Regions from separate parts of the Mus musculus genome. Here region 1 is linked to region 2. A link is a contact called in public promoter capture Hi-C data. All regions are on one chromosome and are shown on one strand. The core of a region is the stretch at or near the end of the contact, and the rest is flanking DNA. Distances in the headings are between cores, read along the strand shown.

Region 1 (7,176 bases), core at 2,276-4,775, 840 kb before region 2:
CGCGCGCACACACACACAAACATACACTGTCCACTCAAGTGACAGAGCCTAGAACAACAGGGCCTTCTGAAGAGAAGTATAGGACACAGTTAAGTAGAACAGGTCTTTTACCAACTACCTTGGTTCCTGCCCATAGGTGAAAAAGATGGAGTTAGCCACTGGGGCAAGAACTCTCTGGTCAACTTAGAAGCCGGGGTTCAGGTTTCCCTGAGCCTGAGGACACTCCTAATGCAGGCCACCATCTGGCAGAAGAGGAGATGCTATGACTGCTGTCTTTTTTTCTGGTGCTCGGGCAATCGATGGCTATTACAGATCTCCCCACCACCACAGATGCCAAGACACAGTAAGAGAGTTCTTGGCAGCTACTAATGTGCATCTTTAGAAACTGAGCAAGAACACATATGAAGAAACTCACATGCACTTCCTGATGGAGAATTGTAACTGTGGAACTTTGCTAGAATAGTCTACATGGTAGGGAAGTTAAGTAGCCACCTTACCATTGCCTGGCCTGGCAGGGACTGGAATGTCTCTTGGGGCAAGGAATGCAGGATTGCCAAGAGGTTGGTCAAAGATGACTTTGCTATGACAGTTTGGGGTGGAACACACACACACACACACACACACACCCAAAGAACCCACACATGCCTATGAATGAGCTGACCAATGCTTGGGCATCAGCTAAATAAGACTTTGTTACTCCTTTTCTGACACTTCCTGTGGAAACATGACCCTGGAGAGCCAGAGCGTGAAAGGGGAGTCTGAAGAACAGATCCGACCCCACCCACCCCACTTTCCCCACTATAGGGCCTGCAGCTTTTTCATGAGGATACAGTGGGGAGAGGAAGAGGATTAAATTAGATATGATCGTGATGGAATTGAATAGCTTTCAACTCTTTAGCTTCTAAAGTTGATCTTAGTTACAAAGGCTACTTAGTTACTTAGTTCTTGTATCTGGTAGAAATTGGCAAGCCAAGGACCCTGTCTGACATGTATTAAGTAAAGAAGAATGGAGCTAAAGAGAGCTGGTGGTGAAGAGCACTTGCTGTCCCTAGAGGTCCCTAGTTCCCAGCCACCTTGGGTGGCTCACAATCACCTGTAAGTCCGGCTCCAGGAGATCCTGTGTAACTGGCTTCCAAAGGACCCTGCACTCGTGTGCACACACCCATATGTAGACATATACACACACCTACACATAGCTGAAAATAATTTTTTAAAATATGTTTTAAAAGAGGAGGGAAGAACTGGGAGGTGGCACCGTATGCCTTTAATCCCAGTACTCAGGGGACAGACAAATCTCTGAGCTGAAGGCCATCCTGTCTTACAAAGGAGACAGCCAGAGCTAAACAGAGAAACTCTGTCTTGAGAAAAACCAAAACCAAAGAATAACAACAAAAACCAAACCAACCCAAGACAACAACAAAGCCCCAGGAAATGATTTCCCCTTGTAAGTGGGCAAGCTTGGGTATTTCCTCACAGGAATGGGAAGCGGAAGAACACACATGGCCACTGTAGGGGCCGATGTTTGCTCTGTGAGGTGAAATGAAGAGGTAGTCCTGAAGACCTCTTGGAGATGAATACTCTAGGTAGAGAGATGAGCCGTCACAATGCATCAAACATTTGCCAAGCAGAGACTGTGAGGGTACTGTGTAATGAATACCGAGCAGGAGTAAGTTCAGATCGGTCAGAAAACCAGCCGGGCAGGGAGGACTCCGTAGGCCAGTGTCAAATATTGAGACTTTCTAATCCAGTTAGGTATTACTTAGGATTCTGGGAAGGGAGGGGCTGGTATGGGAAGTTGTAATTGGTGCCTTTACAGGCTCTTTTATCCTGTCTGCTTAGGAGCCAGTAGGCTGTGAAAACACTTTCAGGAAAACCATATATGCCTAGCCTTTTAGGCTTTGGGGCATGGGACACAGGGAAGAAGGTTAATTTAGGTGGGAGGCAACGGACATCCCTGTCCCCTTCAATACAAGAAGGTGTGAGAACCCGGCCCAGCAGGGCTCAAAGGCTCATGCAGCCCCTTGGGGAAATTCTCCAAGGAATGAGGGGCGGTGGTAGGAGTTCAAAGAGTGGACTGTGGGCCAGAGGCCACTAGCCTGGGTTTTATTTCCATCTTTAGCAATACTCTCCTTTAGTCACCTTATTCAAGAGGCTCCATGCCTACCTTTGTAAAAAGAGAACAACTCTTCCAGCGGGCATCCACCATCACCATAGGCCCAGGTCAAGGCTTGGCGCCACAGGAAGCAGATTAAGATCTAGGCTCTAAGCAGGTTGGCAGAGTGTGTCGCTACAAAACACGGTGGCCAAGGGTGTGACCAGCTCCACCAGGGGGCGCGCGCCCCAAGTTGCCCTTCCCCATAGGCAACCGGCTCTTGGGAGCTGCCCCAGGGACACCTGCATTCTCGCCTAGCGCCCCCAGCGGTCAGAGGTGGAAGCAACGAGACCAGGCGCGCATGCCTCGGGCTCGGTCCCCATTACTCCGGTCTGGGTACCTTCCCCAGCTTCCTTCAGGCCCGAGAAGCAGTTCATCTGGGTCCGTGAGGTCAGGAACAGAAAATACATCCAGGACAGGTGGACAACTTGAGTTTGCCCAGGACAGGAAAAAGGCAGCTCAGGTGCGCTGGTCCAGGCAGACGCCATCTGTCTTTCCAGTCCCCGGGTCTGCCCTGTCGCCCGCAGCTCCTCACGGGTTAATCCCCTCGCCGCCCGCTCGCTTCTCGGTGCCAAAGAGGGTGTTGCTGGAATTCTTGTCTCCCGTAATAAGGGGGCCGAGCTGTCCCTCCAAGGAGGGGGGCATGGCGTGGATAAAAGAGGCGAAAAAGCAGGGGGCGGTTTCCAAAAATAAAACCCTTCGGTTCCCCTTCAGACGGCGGCAGTGCGGGAGCGAAGGTGCGGCAGGCTCGGGCTCGGTGCGCAGCCCGGGCAGCTCACGCCATACAGCCCTTACCTAGGAACCCCTGGACCCCCAAACGGCTGTTTCAGAGGTCCCCTAGACGGGAAGGGGCAAGTCGCCAGGCGGGTCTGTGGAGCGAACGATGGAAAGCACCTCCCCGCGAGGTCTCCGGTGCCCACAGCTCTGCAGCCACTCTGGCGCCATGAGAGCGCCGACCACCGCTCGCTGCTCCGGATGCATCCGACGGGTGCGTTGGAGGGGCTTCCTGCCACTTGTCCTGGCTGTCTTGATGGGGACAAGTCATGCCCAACGGGATTCCATAGGGAGATACGAACCAGCTAGCAGGGATGCGAATCGGTTGTGGCACCCCGTGGGCAGCCACCCCGCAGCGGCTGCAGCCAAGGTGTACAGTCTGTTCCGAGAGCCTGACGCGCCGGTCCCCGGCTTGTCGCCCTCTGAGTGGAACCAGCCGGCCCAGGGGAACCCTGGGAGGCTCGCAGAGGCCGAGGCCAGGAGGCCACCCCGAACCCAGCAGCTGCGTCGAGTCCAGCCACCTGTCCAGACTCGGAGAAGCCATCCCCGGGGCCAGCAGCAGATAGCAGCCAGGGCTGCACCTTCTGTCGCGCGCCTGGAAACCCCTCAGCGACCCGCGGCTGCACGGCGAGGGCGGCTCACCGGGTGAGCACTGAAGAGGGGATAGGGCTGGGGGCGGGGTGGAGCAAAGGGATGCGGGTATCCCGGACAGTTACGCCTTCAGTGGAGTGCGGGTCCTGTCCCTTTGTCCTCAGTAACTACTAGAGAAACCGCTCCGAGGTTCCGAAACCGGGGCTCGGACCAGCTTTCAAAAAGTTATTTTGGGGAAAATAAATCTACTATCTGTTCCCTTGGACACCAGTTCTCCCAGAACCCCGACGTTAAGCTCGTGTGCGTTTCTCACTCATTCTGTGCTGGGCTAACGAGCTGCAGTGGCTGGGTGGGCGCTCTGGGTTCTTGAGGCCCAGAGAAGGATAAACTGGCTCCGGGCGCCAGTAGGTGGAGGATCTGGGCGGGGGGGGGGGGGGGGGAGTGGGGACATCAGGGCGCGAAGACAGACGCATCTCCAGGAACGGGCTGACAGCGAAGCAGGCGCGCCAAGACAAGTGTATAGTCCGGGCTCAGGTCTGCTGGGACACGCAGAGGACTTAGGCAAGGGTTTAGGAGCTCTGTGAAAGAGAAGGCTGCCCTGACCTGTGCGAGGGACTGGGTCTGTGTTCCAGGAAGTCTAGATGTCAGCGTTGTTTGCACATTTTGAAAAGCCACGCCTCGCTCCAACTCTTCAACTTATTATTTTGCACCACTCGCTGCGGGTTCTGGACTCTGTTATCACAGGAGGTCCCCTCCCCGCCCCAACAACGCCTTGCCCAGGATTTAATGAGTTGGGGACCTCTCCTGAGTACCCAGGTGTCTCTGGAGTGAAGGCACAGGAGCCTGGCAATGCCAGACTGGGCAAGGTGCAATTGATTAGTCTAGGAGGGGCTTTGGCAGCCCTTGGCCTGAGCCTGGTTTATCTGTCCGTTGTAGTTCCAGGTAGCATTCCCGTTGCTTGTACGCCTAGTCCCACTACAGAGGATCTTCTGCCTCCTGCTCTGCACACATACTCTTCTCTTGCCTGCAACGGTCTTCTGTATCTTAGCAAAGTTCACCGTGTCTCATCCCTTCTGTGCCCTCATCCAGCTTTATGCTTTCTTATAGCATTTATTCCCCCCTCACGTATTTCTATTTCTATGTATGTGTTCAAACTTATACAAGTTCTGCTTAAGCAGGGTTTTGTTAGCTTTCATGTTCCCAGCAGATCAGTGCCTGCACGTAGCTGGCCCTCTCTGCGTCTAAATGAATTCCCTACTAACCTTTGGAGGCCTAGCCTAAAGTCTGCAGGGCATAGAGCTGAGTGCTGCCAAGTGGCTCCAGCGTAAGACCATTCAAGGAGAGTTAGCAGGACACCTGCCCCGTTTCAGCTTTCCCCTCTATTCTGACTTGTGCAGGCAACTGCATGATTACATGTGCTGAGCATGGGAGAGGGCTCGGGGACCCACAGAATACAAAACCTGCTGGAGGGCAAGCCAATGTCTTAAAATCAAGTTGGAGGCACGAGCAGTATGTGCTGGTGAATGTGTTTCTAAAAGCACAGGACAATTCTGTCAAGGGCAATGGAGCAGTACAATATAGTGAAGATGGTCAGGGAAGAGACACTGACCTGGGGCCCTAGAGCATAGACGAGGAAGGAGAGGGCCAGAGTGGCACATCTGGAGATGAGGCTGCCATGCAGGCTTAACTCAGAACTAGGGCTTTTCACCATAAGCTTTTGCCCCTGGTATAGGGGAGCCGGGGGCTGAGGCTGAGATGAAGTCTGGCTGTCATAGGGAGGGGATGGTTATGCTGCAGGCTTGTGTGTGCTTGTGTGTGTGTGTGTGTGTGTGTGTGTGTGTGTGTGTGTGTGTGTGCGCGCGCATGCATGCGCATTGCAAGGTGCTGTTAGAAGTCAGAAAGTGAAGCAAAGCAGACTGTCACTAGGACAAAGCTGACAGCAATGACCAGGTGTGAAGTTATGGGCACCTGCTAGATACACAGATGTATACCTGTGCTGGAGTTGGAGCCTCAGTTTTGTCTCCTGAAGCTTTGGTAGATAGATGTTGAGTTCTTCTGTCATCCCATTCATCTCTTGGGAAGGGGTCCCAAGACAAAATTATTCCTTAACTTCCTCAATCCAGGTCGATTCTGGCCGTCGTGTGCAGGTCAGATCTAGGGATCAAGTGCCATCTGCTGGTAGAATGTAGAACTACAGTTGCTAATTGAGGTTTTTTTTTGTTTTTGGTTTTGGTTTGAGTTTTTTTTTTGGTTTTGTGTGTGTGTGTGTGTGTGTGTGTGTGTGTGTGTGTGTTGTTCTGTTCTGTTTTGTGGAACCCCTTTAATATGCACTATTATGAAAACCCTGGGAATATAGCAGTAGATAAAATAGACAAACTGCCAGGTGGTGGTGATGCACGCCTTTAATCTCAGCATTCTGAAGGCAGAGGCAGGCAGATCTCTGAGTTTTAGAGTAGTCTGGTCTACAGAGCCAGTTCTATGATACCGAGAGCTACACAGAGAAACCCTGTCTGGAAAAACAAAAACAGTAACAGCAACAAAACCAAAAGAAAGAGAGAAAGAGAGAAAGAAAGAGAGAAAGAGAGAGAGAAAGAGAGAAAGAAAGAAGAGAGAAAGAAAGAAAGAAAGAAAGAAGGAAGGAAAGAGACACAAAAATCTTTTCCTTATGGAATTGTTAATGTACTGGAGATGAAAAAAAATACATGTGTCAGACATTGTGCTAAATGTCTGAGGGGCAGTCGTGAGCCGTGTAGCTGTGTACTACAATCTACAGGGGACTTATTGATTCCAGTACTGTCTTAGTCAGGGTTTCTGTTCCTGGACAAAACATCATGACCAAGAAGCAAGTTGGGGAGGAAAGGATTTATTCAGCTTACACTTCCACACTGCTGTTCACCACCAAGGAAGTCAGGACTGGAACTCAAGCAGGGCATGAAGCAGGAGCTGATGCAGAGGCCATGGAGGGATGTTCTTTACTGGCTTGCTTCCTTCCCCTGGCTTGCTCAGCCTGCTCTCTTATAGGACCCAAGACTACCAGCCCAGAGATGGTCCCACCCACAAGGGGTCCTTCCCTCTTGATCACTAATTGAGAAAATGCCTTACAGTTGGATCTCATGGAGGCATTTCCTCAACTGAAGCTCCTTTCTCTGTGATAACTCCAGCTGTGTCAAGTTGACACAAAACTAGTCAGTACAAGTACTTAGTGTTTCTTGACCATCTTAATATTTTGTTCATATTCTCTTGTTCTCGCTCCTTCCACCAAGTGGGTTCCAGGGATTGAACTCAGCTGGAAGGCTTGGCCAGTGCTTTTGTCTGATGAGCCACCTTGCCAGCTTCTTCTCTTTGTCAATACATCATTACAGTAACAGGACTCCGTGTTATATCTTTTGATGTAAATTATGAAACTATGCATGAATACCAAAAGGCATTGGAGATAGCAGGGCTCACAAGTTAGTTTACTTTCATTTTTTTCTTCTCTCACATATTACAGCCCAACTGCAATTCCCCTTCCTCTCCCTCTGCCAGTCCCTCTAACCCCAGGTCCTCTTCATTTTCTTTCAGAAAAGGGCAGACTTCCCATGCATACCAGCCCAACTTGGCATATCATATCAAAGTTGCAATAAGACTAGAGTTGAGATTTCTTCTTTAAGTTTGCCTCC
Region 2 (6,868 bases), core at 2,732-5,231:
TAGCCTTTGGAAAGGGTGGGCAAATTGTGGCGAAATTTGAGAGGAAAATGAAAGGTTATAAAGCCAGCTTGGGAAGATATCTAGTCTGTATGGCAAGAGGAATTTTACTAGTATATGAGATGAAATTTCATTTTATTAAATGTTTATGAAGCTATGCAACAGAGAAAGGGGAAGTGTTAGATGCTCAAAGCCAAGAAAATCTCCCCAAGAAACTTCCTCACGAACAAAGGACAGAACAGCCTCAGTACAGCTGGAGCAGGAGACCACCTCTGTAGAGATAATTCCAGGGACACGGATTAAGTAAAGCACACAAGGAGAACCTTTGGATGTCGAAGCATGTACCGCACTGCTTCTTCAAAGTAGTCCACTTCTATGACGTTGAGCTCTTTGGGGAGATCCTCAAAGTCATAAAAAGCCAGAGCCAATGTGGCAAAGCCATGGCCAGCCACAAGGCCGGCTCGGTATTCCAACAGGCCTCCTCCAACACCATAAACATCGATGATGCCTGGAAAGGGTCCTTGTCCTACAGAGGGGACATGACAAGGCAAAGGCATCATGCAATCCAAAGAATTCGCTTCTCTTTTAGACACCTTTTGAAATTGTTTAGTTGGTTTCTATGAATCCAGTCAAACAGATCTCTGGGTCACTACTGAACGGAGACACCGGAGCTTTGGAGAGAGAGAGAAAAAAAATCTAAGCTGTCTCCTGCATTTTAATCCTCTTCTGGAATCCAAACTGTGGTCCACAAGCCACAGGAGGACAGTTATGAATTTGGCCCAACACAAAATTGTAAACTTACATGAAAAAATCGAAGGTGTGTGAGTGTGTGATTTTTGTTTGTAGATCAATCCCATGGTTCTAGGGGGTGAATGCTATAAGTGATACCATTTAAGACTGGATATTTGCATATTTCTACAGATCAGCTGTTGTTCCAGGAGACCATGCTAAACCTTGGGGTGAGGAGTACATTTTGGAAGGAGGATTTGCAAGCCTTAGACTGTCCCCTCCTCCTGCTCTGCCAAGGGCTGCAGACAATGGGAAGTGTGTGGCAGAGGAGAGTGTTACAGTGGTTGAGAGCCCTCCCTGTTCTTGCAGAGGACCCAGGACCCAGGACCGGGGCTCACAAGCACATGCAACCCCAGCTCAAGGGGATCTGATCCCCTCTTCTGACACCCCCCTCCCCGCCCCGTGAGCACCAGCACACACAAACCATACACACATGAGAAAACAAAATACATTTATTTTTATGTGTTAGAGTTTTGCTTCTGTATTTATCTGTGTGAGAGTGTCAGATCTCCCAGTACAGGAGTTACAGACAGCTGTGAGCTGTCATGCAGGTGCTGGGAATTGAACCCAGGTTCTAACCCCCCCCCCCCAGCTCAGGTTTCACTGTTAGCAAGAAGAGAGCATCAGGGTGGAGCCTGTCACCCTATCGTTCTGCCACTCCCACTGCTGGAGCCTGCCGCCTTGCTGTTCCGACGTGGTCACCTGAAGCTGACTCCAGGATGATTTGGCGGGAATGGGCCCTTTCCCCTTCCTTCATAACTCGGTGCACGAAATAGTAAAATTGAGCTTTGATTAGAACCTGGTTGTCTTAGCTCCGTCTCTCTCGCATCGCCTAGCCCCATCTTCTCTTCCAGGTTCCAAGATGCTTCTCAGACTAGAACCCAGACATGTGAGCCGCTGGCCAGCCGCAACAGATCTGGCGACCCAACGCGGGACTGAGAAACAACAGAGGACATTTGGAAGAAGCACTGCTGGTTTGGAGCTCCATAGAAGAAGAAAATAATTAAAGGAAATTCATACCGGAGAAAGTCGGTATGGGCTAAGTTGAAACAGCGTTAAACCTGCACGCTAATTCACTTAGGTTCACCAGTGAGGTTTATTAGGGGCTAGGAACGTAACAGGTGGTTAGCCGTAGCTCCCAGTTAGGCGTGAGAAAAGAAAGGGTTTATTAAAAGGAAATTACTAATCAGGCAGATGGCCGCAGTTAAAAACTGCATCATGCGGGAGGAAAATGTCCCAAAAAGCAGAGAGAAATTTCAGGGGTGCCCTGCTTTGTTCTCTCTGGGCTTTACAGCAGAAGTACTCTGCCCCTTTTGTGTCTTTGTCTAATGTCTGGTGCACCAATCTGTTCATTTGTTCAATTTCATGTATGTTCGTGTCCAGTCTGAATGAATGAATGTTCTATGTTTTATGTTGGATAATAAAGATGGCTAAAAAAAAAAAAACTTTATCTGCAAAGCCGAGAGCGGCCACATGCTTCAACCAGGAAACAGGCACACGGCAAGAGGGCCCCTGCTGGAAAAGCTGTTCCTTATAGGAAAAAAGGAGAGTCTACAGCCTCTTAGTTTTGGGGTAAAAAAGCTGATAAACTTTTTTTTTTTCTTAGAGGGTTCTCTACATTCGTGATTAATGTGTTTGGCAAATGATAAAGTACTTTTTATTCTATGATTATAGCTAGAAAAATTAATGTTCTCTGATTGGTCTAAATGTAACTGCTTCCTTTGTTTTTTTTTTTTTTTAATTGGTAATATGCTCTGAGTGTTTTCACAATCAGCTCATAAGTTATTAGTTAAGATTAATAGTTGTTACATTGGTAACAGATGGTTAGCCTTAAAATTGATAACTCAAGTTTAAAGTCCTTCCAACACGTGGCATAAGGCAGGCCAAGAGGCTGGGTCTCTAAAGATACTTCTAGTTGAGATAATAATTAATGTGATTCTTATCCTAGAAAGTAGAATTAAAGATAAAATTTTAAGTAATGTCTCTTTAATAAAACATTAAAGCTTGCATGTATTCATAGGTATTAATTGGCAGCCAAACTTTGTAATATGATGGTAATGCTTCTAATATTAATTCTATAAGTAATAAATTGTTTTAAAATTGGGTTTTACTTTTCCAAAGTTAATGGCAGAACGCTTGTGAGTGCTCTTAACCACTAAGCCCCCATAAGGTTAAATTCAAAAACAATAAGAACAAAGCCAATTTATGCTAATCTGGATGTACTATGGCTTTAACCCTTGAGGTTGTGTGTGTGTGTGTATGTGTGTGTGTGTGTTTGTATGTACTGACTAGGGGTGGGGGTGGAGTGGGGAGAAGGGGCTGCGTGTGTCAAGGACAATGTGGCAGTTTCCTCTGTCTCATTTTTCCTAACCTCGTATTGCAACAAAGTTCAGTTGTGTTTTTCATCAGCTGGATAACACTATCTTTTGGGGATAGACAGAGATTAAATGAGATAATGCAAGCAAAGGGCACTTGCTAATGTATGAAAATCCCCCAACCTGTTTGAGTGACCACTGAAATGGCCAATAGCACCTTCCTAGGAAACCCTAACCCCACCCCTAGACTCAGCCCTTGGCGCGCTCCCACCTCTCAACCACCCAACTCACCTGGGGGCAGGAAGAGCGTGGCGCGCACCCGGCCCTCGCGCACGGGCACGCGCCGCACCCCGGGAGCCATGAAGTGACGCTCGTGCACCGTCCGCGCCAGCCGCCGCCCGCCATCGGGCTCGTGTCCGTCCAGCACCTCCAGCTCCACCAAGAAGGGCGTCTGCACGTCGCGCTTGATCAGGCGCCAGAAAGGCCGATCGGGCTCCATGGCCCAGAGCAGCCCCATGGGCTCGAGCCCCGAGAAGCTGCCGCCCAGCGCGGGCACGCGCGCCAGGTCCAGCTCGCCGTGGGAGTCCGCGCGGTAGCGCGCGTGGGCTCGGAAGAGCGCGCCCTTCTCGTCGCGCAGGACAGAGCGCAGCGTGACGGGCTGCTCGGGGGCCAGGCCGCGCACGGCGATGCTCAGCGGCTCGTCCCAGCAGCTGCGGCCCGTGGGCTCCACGCTCAGTGTCGCTGCCATTAGGAGCTGGAGGCCTCGGGGAGCGCCACGCGAGTCCGGAGCGGAGCCTGGCCTGCTGTGGAGCCGACCTAGTGCGTCTCTAGGACCCAGACAAGAGAGGAACCATGATCTGTCAGCAATTTGGGCACAGACCGGCCAAAGGTCATGCTTCGGGGCTGAGCCAGGTTATAGGATTCTGCTTCTCGCCACTCCCACGTGGTGTTGTGAAAGTGATTGGTGATGACACACCAAGTGAATGAATCAAGGCAAAGTACGATCCTTCCGTGGATTCAGCAGCTTTATAAAAATACAAAACGGAACCAAGAGCAAGAACTTTGTAATAAATTACAACTTTATACCACTTTAGTCTTAAGATACTCAGCTTACAAAAACTTCCCTGGATGCTACAGCTCCCAGCACAGAAACTAGAATGCACAGTTAAATTGAGAAAGGCAACTGTGTTAAGTTAGGGTTCTCTAAATATGAACATAGCGAACAGGATGGAGACATGCGCAGACAGAGACACGAAGACGTCCCTTCTCCCGTGTCCTTTTGTGTGGCCCAGATTTAGGGCCAAATGATCTGGATTTAGGGCCAAATGATCTGGACTTAGGGTGAGTCTCCCACCTCAAAATAATCCAACCAAGAAAAATCCTTCACAGGCAATCCCAGCTGCTTGGGGTTTAGTTGACTCCAGATGTGGTTAAATTGACAGCCAAGATTAATTAGTGGGCAACATCCTCTCCTGGCCCCAAAGCCCAGATTCAATGAGATGCAAATGGCTCTCTGGTACAGGATGAAGAGGCCACAGAGGTGGTTGCTCGACCCCGTTTTACTAGGGGTGCTATTAAGGGCGGCTTGAACGTTCTAGGGGCCGAGCAGGTGTCAAGGGTGCCATAGAAAGTTCTCTGAGAAGTTGGCTTCATCCAAGGTCCAGTGTTGTCCAATGGGCTGATAAAATGGTGCAGGGAGTGGCTCAGCAGGTAAGAGCACTGACTGCTCTTCTGAAAGTCCTGAGTTCAAATCCCAGCAACCACATGGTGGCTCGCAACCATCCGTAATGAGAACCGATGCCCTCTTCTGCTGCGTTTGAAGACAGCTACAGTGTACTTACGTATAATAATAAATAAATCTTTCGTTCAGAGTGAGCAGGGACTGAGTGAGTATAGTTGTCCAGAGCGAGCAGAGGTCTTTAAATTCAATTCCCAACAACCACATGAAGGCTCACAACCATCTGTACAGCTACAGTGTACTCACATACATAAAATAAATCTTTTTTAGAAATGGTGCAGCCTAAGATGCAGATATATGAGTGCTTGTGGAGCCATCTGGCTGGGGTTTAGGATGCTGTTGGCATGCCACTAGATACACATAAGGCAGGCGTTCAAACTGAACCTTCCAGAAGGAAGAGTGCAAAGGTGAGGAAGGCCCTGACTGCCAACTGAGGCGATGTTCTGTCCCTTGGTCAACGTAAAGTAAAATATGAGCAGGGACTTTGTGAATTATATTGCTAAGAAGGTTGTTATCAGCAATTTTAACATGATGTTTAAATGACAATTTTTTCAAAAGGAGAGGTGCTGATTTCACTTTATTGTTATATGTCCACAGCCCAGAATCGGGACAAGAAGAATTTTTCTGTGGAACAGTTACATGCTTTCAAGTCAGGTTTTCTTCCCTACAGCTTCCTTGTATATTAGATATAGCAGTAGTTACATCATAGTGTTTTGAGAACTGGATGTACCAGGAATAGAGTAAATATCACATAAATGGTAGCTATAATTTTCATAAAACTTCATAATCTAATATCTTAGCTATTTTTTAAGCTTAAAATTAAAACTTTTTTAAAATATTTTTTTATTACGTATTTTCCTCAATTACATTTCCAATGCTATCCCAAAAGTCCCCCACACTCCCCTACCCACCCATTCCCACCTTTTTGGCCCTGGCGTTCCCCTGTACTGGGGCATATAAAGTTTACCTGTCCAATGGGCCTCTCTTTCCAGTGATGGCCGACTAGGCCATCTTTTGATACATATGCAGCTAGAGTCAAGAGCTCCGGGGTACTGGTTAGTTCATAATGTTGTTGCACCTACAGGGTTGCAGATCTCTTTAGCTCCTTGAGTACTTTCTCTAGCTCCTCCATTGGGGACCCTGTGATCTATCCAATAGCTGACTGTGAGCATCCACTTCTGTGTTTGCTAGGCCCCGGCCTAGTCTCACAAAAGACAGCTATATCAGGGTCCTTTCAGCAAACGCTTGCTAGTGTATGCAATGGTATCATCGTTTGGAGGCTAATTATGGGATGGATCCCTGGATATGGCAGTCTCTAGATGGTCCATCCTTTTGTCTCAGCTCCAAACTTTGTCTCTGTAACTCCTTCCATGGGTGATTGTTTCCAATTCTAAGAAGGGGCAAAGTGTCCACACTTTGGTCTTCGTTCTTCTTCAGATATCTTAGCTATTTTAATGCACGTATTTGCAATTATTTCTCAGGAAGAATAGCTAGCTGTTATAAAGAATTAGTGGCTTGGATATGTTGGCAGCTAATAAGCAGCCATTCTGGGGTTCCAACCTAAATGATTTACGATTGTCATCATCATTAAATCCTCCTCATCATATCTAATGAGCATATATCATCCTTATAAAAGCCCAGCCACCCATGAGTGTGTGCAAGAAGGCAAGCAGTGTGACCTCAAACTTCCTTAGCTGTGCCTATGTGCGCCCTTCTCAGCTATCTCTTCATCAACCTGAATTTTTGTCATAGTGACCAAAAGGAAAGAACAGATTTGATACAAAGCAAATGAGAGAGGATAGGTGCCTCACTTTGATTTCCAAGCTGGCAAAGAGTTATCAATATGTTGTCCCTTACTTTCTTCACAGGCACCACAGCCAGTACCATAAATGTTCACGTAATGGCGGATTTATGCTTATTTAATCATTCTTAGGAGAATGAATTCTCCCTCTTATAAATGTAAATCGTATATATTGCAAAGCAAATAAATAAATAGGAGTTTTGATAGCTTCTTTCCCAAAGTTCTAGA

What was found. Promoter capture Hi-C pulls out the DNA fragments that hold promoters and counts their contacts.
Region 1: a promoter capture Hi-C map of pre-B cells shows a contact between it and region 2, with 2.1 times the contacts expected there. The contact joins the promoter of D030025P21Rik here to the promoter of Acot4 in region 2.

Annotation. Positions count from the first base shown.
Region 1 is chr12:84,872,151-84,879,326 of GRCm38.p6, reverse strand. It overlaps D030025P21Rik (RIKEN cDNA D030025P21 gene), which reads right to left and starts at 3,525. Exons shown (of 1, transcript NR_028577.1): 1 at 1-3,525. Ltbp2 (latent transforming growth factor beta binding protein 2) reads left to right here and starts at 2,836. Exons shown (of 36, transcript NM_001370743.1): 1 at 2,836-3,571. The coding sequence starts at 3,096.
Region 2 is chr12:84,035,492-84,042,359 of GRCm38.p6, reverse strand. Acot4 (acyl-CoA thioesterase 4) reads right to left here and starts at 3,981. Exons shown (of 3, transcript NM_134247.3): 1 at 3,393-3,981; 2 at 321-523. The coding sequence starts at 3,849. The region is part of intron 1 of Gm40474 (a long non-coding RNA gene); the gene reads left to right.